Linked DNA regions of Mus musculus: region 2 is linked to region 1. The links are chromatin contacts, called in public promoter capture Hi-C maps. All regions are on one chromosome and are shown on one strand. The core of a region is the stretch at or near the end of the contact, and the rest is flanking DNA. Distances in the headings are between cores, read along the strand shown.

The links. Capture Hi-C pulls out chosen DNA fragments and counts their contacts.
Region 2: a promoter capture Hi-C map of liver shows a contact between it and region 1. The contact joins the promoter of F730035M05Rik here to the promoter of Dnaaf2 in region 1.

The regions. Positions count from the first base shown.
Region 1 is chr12:69,197,174-69,199,682 of GRCm38.p6, forward strand. Dnaaf2 (dynein, axonemal assembly factor 2) reads right to left here and starts at 1,256. Exons shown (of 3, transcript NM_027269.4): 1 at 1-1,256. The coding sequence starts at 1,112. It overlaps 9330151L19Rik (RIKEN cDNA 9330151L19 gene), which reads left to right and starts at 38. Exons shown (of 2, transcript NR_033222.1): 1 at 38-442; 2 at 555-2,509.
Region 2 is chr12:70,226,584-70,229,092 of GRCm38.p6, forward strand. F730035M05Rik (RIKEN cDNA F730035M05 gene) reads left to right here and starts at 1,258. Exons shown (of 5, transcript NR_045174.1): 1 at 1,258-1,795. It overlaps Pygl (liver glycogen phosphorylase), which reads right to left and starts at 1,100. Exons shown (of 20, transcript NM_133198.2): 1 at 758-1,100. The coding sequence starts at 1,000.

The sequences.
Region 1 (2,509 bases), core at 6-2,505:
TCCGCGGGCTCTTCCGGTGTCGCGGCCGGGGGTTCCTGGCGCGCGTCGGCCAGCGCCACCGGCAGCGTGACCACCAGCTGCCGCCGCGCCTTGTTGTACTGTGCCTTGCCGCGGCCGTCGTCCACCGGGTACGGCAGCGAGAGCCGCAGCCGGTAGTCGGGGTTTCTCGAGTCCAGGCACAGCAGCTTCCCCTTCACCTCCAGCTCCGCCCGCTCGACCGAGCGCAGCAGCGGCAGCTCGATGGTGACCACCAGCTCGTGCGGCACGGTGCTCGGGGCCGCGTCGCGCGAGCAGCGGTAATCCTGGAGGTCTACGTGGTGGCGCTGCACCACGGAGCAGCGCGGCTCCGTGGGCTCTGGGCGCTGCACGGCCTCGGGAGCGGGGGACGCGGGCGAGCGGGCAGTGTTCGCCGCCGCTGCCGCGGGGTAGCGGTATGGATATGGTGGGTCCGGGAAAAGCCCTGGTGGCTCCCCCTCGGGCTGGGCCGGGACGCCCCCGGGTAGGGGCGTGCGGAGCACTGCGGCCTCGGGCATCCCCTTGTACTTGATCTTCAGGGTCTTGGCGTTCCTGCGGTCCAGCCTGACGCCGAACTGCTGCTCCACCGCCTCCAGGGCCGTGGCGTCCAGCATTTCGCGGAAGCGCTCGTGGCTCCGGGCCAGCGCCAGCGCTTCGGGGTGGAAGACCACGTCGTAGACGGTGTAGCGGGCGCCGTTGCGGCCGGCATACTGGCGGCCGGGAGCCAGGCTATAGGGCAGGGACCAGTGGCTGCCAGCTGCCGTGCCGCCGCGCCCCGGGCCGGGCCGGCTGCTAGGTACGCCTACCAGTGAGTTGCTGCACACGTTCACGTAGCAGCGGTGCTCCCCGTCCAGGCTGGTACGCAGCACATGGCCCGGCTCAGGGTGCACGAACCGCACATCCACCCCACGCTCCCGCTCCAGGGCTGTGATCTCCTCCTCGTAGCGCCTCCGGTTCTCGGGGTCCGTGATCTCCGCGGCGTACTCGGAGAACATTCGGCGGAACTCTGGGTCCTGAAAGGCGGAGGTGAACCGCTGCACCTCCTCTCTGCTCAGATCCAAGTCCTCCAGCGCTGAGGAGGCCGCCGCCTTGGCCATGGTGACCCACACGGCCCAATGCCCAGACCCAGTGAAGGATCAGGGTGAATTGAGTGTCTAGGATGCGCTTCAGAGTCTGGCTCATGGAGAACTGACCAGTCCAAGAAGGTAACGGCTGGATTGTCAAGGCCGGGCAGCGCGTGCTTTGTTGCCATAGTAACGCCTGGGAGGAGGGGCAGCGATCTGGTAGAAATGCTAGAAATAGGCTCCACTGTTACTTCAAACCAAGCAGACACTACCTGCTACAGGTTTTAAATTACTGTGTCAGGATACGTGTACTTTGCAGTCTATTGTGGTAACTGTCCTCATCTTCAGCGCTGTGTCTTTATCTTATTAACTGTTTAATTTCACCAACAAGAGAGAAGTTTACTAGCTAATTCACAAACCTAACTTTATCTGACTCTCTTTACTTTGTGGAACCAACGTTAGTAAACCCTTACCATTTTCAGGTATTCCACCTTATAGTTGTCTCCCAGAAACCCTTGGGGGCAAAAGATGACAAAACAAATCCCAGAGATTAATAAGCATCAGAAAGGTGTTCGCTTTTTATAATGTAAATGCAAGCTCTCAAATCACTTAGCAAAATTACAGTTTGTCCTGATCAATTTCCTTGGGTTGAGAATAGAATTTATAACTGCGCTTTTTTTTTAAACTAGATATCCTTAGATTGACTCTGTAGTCTCTTAACAATGCTCCACTAGGAACCAATGCAGCAGATGTAGTAGTTACATAATGGAACTTTACTGTGCCAGACTATAGAAACTTGGTTTTGTTACAGGGCTAGGTGTGGGATCCAGGACTTCCCACCTGTGGCCTGAGCTGTACCACTGAGCCACACACCCAGGTCTAGGGTATGGTTACTTATTGATTGCTGGGCAGTCCCAGACCTGTTTTACAAGTGCAGCATTTAGCAGTTTATACTGGCATTACTGCAATCACAAGACCTTTCCCAGGCTTCTCTCTTATGCCTCCTCCTTTTGTGGGAGGGAATGTCCACAGAACCACACCCAGGGCCTCACACCTGAGACAAGCATTCTTTCCACCAATCTGCAGGCCTTCCTCTGTTACATTTTAAGTAGACTGTCCCAAGATTGGGATGACACCTCATCTCCGTTATGCCATCTCTTTCACATGCTAAATATATGTACTCAACTACCATGGTGACTCTGAGTTCAAGGCCAGCCTGGTCTGCAGAGCAAGTTCCAGAAAAGCCAAGGAATCCAGAGAAACGCTGTCTTGAAAACCCAAAACAAGTAAGTAAATAAAACTCAAATAACCAACTTCTGTTTCACATTCTAAGCTTATAGACTCATCAACTGTCCATCAGATGTCTCCATTTGAGTAATAACTGCTTAAGCCCCAGAGGCCTGAAATGGCGTGACTTCCCTTCCTCTTTC
Region 2 (2,509 bases), core at 8-2,507, 1.0 Mb after region 1:
CAACCTTTCACATTAGCTCTGGTTCTCTTCCAAGACTGGTCATGATGGGGTGGTGTTCCTCCACATGTCCACCACCCCAGAGACTCCGCATTCTGGCCCTTGGTAGAAATAGGAGCTGGTTGCCTAAATGTGGTGTCCCCCACATCTCTGGGGCCTCCACAAGGCTTCTGGAAGGGAGAAGGGTGTTTTTACAGGGATAGCTTCAGGTGAGTCTCTTGGCAAGGCCCATCAGGCAGTCAGCACAAAGTTCAGGAACTGCAGTCTCCACTCGGTCTGGGCCCTGGGCCGGGACCTCCCCCATCTTTGTTGCACAGCTAAGCTAGGCAGCCCTGAGGCCTGGGCAGGGTCACTATTAGAGGAACTCTAAACTTCCCTCTCCTTTCCTTAAACACTAAGCTTGACCCTCTAAGGCTAGGCTTTTGTATGTTTTTGTTTTCTGTGCCCCTTCCCGGCCCCCTGGACCTGAGCGGATTGTCAGGGCCCCCGGAACCTGGACGGATCACATAGGAGGCGCAGGATCCCCCTTGGTTAAGTGCTGAGCAAACTCCATAGTTTGCTTAGTTCGCCAGAGAGGGAAGCGTGGGCTCTTGCCACCAGCTGGTCTCCGGATCTCACACCACAGTGGAGCCCTGAGGATGGCACACCGCTGTGGGGGAGGTGGAAGGGATGGCCGAGCCTATGTCCTGCTGCTGGCCTAGACTTCGAGACCAGGACAGGGAGTGGAGGGGAGGGGGGACAAACGCCCTTCGCCTGGTACCTTGGGACACTTGTCGTAGTAGTGCTGCTGTGTACGGATCCAGCGCCCCACCAGGTGGTCGCGCACTGTGTGCGCAAGGGCGAAGTAGTAGTCGCGGGGGGTGGCCACATTGCGGTCCTTGACCAGAGTGAAGTGCAGGTGACGGTTGAAACCCTTTTTCAGCTCGGCCACATTCTCTACGCCCACGATGCCTCGGATGCTGATCTGCCGTCGCTTCTCCTGGTCGGTCAGGGGCTTTGCCATGGTTGCGGGCGGAGGGAGCACAGAACGGTCTCCGGGCTGCAGGACTGGCCTCCTCCCTTCCTTACTTGCTGCTTTTGAGACGCTGGGGAGTTGGGGATCCGCCCCTCTCCGGGTTCCCGCCCACCCGTGGCTCCCAGAGTGACGCCCCCCCAGGGGGGCGTGGGAGCCCCAGGGCGGTGCTGCGGCTGCGGGCACCGCCCCTCGGCCGCTCCCAGAACGTCCAGGTCACGTAGTGCGCAAAGGCTCTGACCGCGTCTCTCGGTGTGGAAGGAGGCCTCGGCTGGCTCGCTTGTTGAGTTCCCAGTAAAGCCATTGCCTCTTCTCAGTGGGTTCCACGGTTGCTTCCCAGGGTGACATTGTAGGGTCAGTGTGATTTAACCCTGATTGCCCCGGTCTTGCTTCCCAGTTTTTAGGCATAGTACTATCCTGGGTTCTAAGGGGGCCTTGGTTGGTTGGTTTATTTATTTTTTTTCTGAGGACGCAGGACTGGGGTTTCTTGACTCCTAGGCCCAGGCTGGACTAACCCACAGTAGTTGGCCACAGTTGGTGTAAAAGTCAAGGGGTCTGTTGAGAAAGCTTTAGTCTCAGTGGGGGACAAGACTTCGTTCGATTTGAGACCCCTTGTTTGCACTGCTCTTTGACCAAATGAGGCATAAGGATAAGAGGGCGTGGGGGAAGGGGAGGGAGGGAGAAGGAGAGAGCACTCCAGGAACCAGTTGTCCCGTGTTCAGGAGACATACTGGTGTGTGATCTTTATACCAGATCCGAATGTGATGGTGTTTAAACTTTGGAAAGGTAAACATGAGGCATTTTAAGATGTCAATTTTTTTTTTCTCAAAATGTATGTACTGTACGCGTGTGTCCTCAAATGTGCACACAGACACGTAGTGGTCCAGGGTTGGTTCTCTCCTCTCGTGATGGTTGCTGGGATCGATCCAGAGCGGTCAAGCTTGGCAGCAGATGCCTTTACCTGCTGAGCCATCTAGAGGGTCCGTGTCAGCCTACCTGCCTGCCTTCTTTCCTTCCTGTCTATCACTCCTTTCCTTCTTTCTTTTCTTTCTTTTTTTCTTTCTAAACAAAGCTAACTATTAGAGGCCAGAGAAGGAGTTTGGTTACTTAATTCATATAAACCAGCTATTACCCTAAAAGTGAAAGTTTTACTGTCACAGATCTAACTGCGGTTTCAGATCCTGGTCCTTCCAGCTTCCAGGGTTTTGGCTCCAGCCTTTGGGGCAGATGAAAACTAAGTGGCTTCATGCAATGGCTTTGAGGACAGCATGGTCCTATGAGACAGGGTAAGGGTTGGATTTGATTGAGCCAGAGATACCCAGAGCTGAGAGTGAGTGCAGAGTTTGGTCAGAATGCTTGACTTAAAGCTAAGAGGCTGTGAGCATCCACTTCTGTATTTGCCAGGTATTGGCATAGCCTCACAAGAGATAGCGATATCAGGGTCCTGTCAGCAAAATCTCATCTATTGGGTGGAACACAGGACCCCTAAAGAAGGAGCTA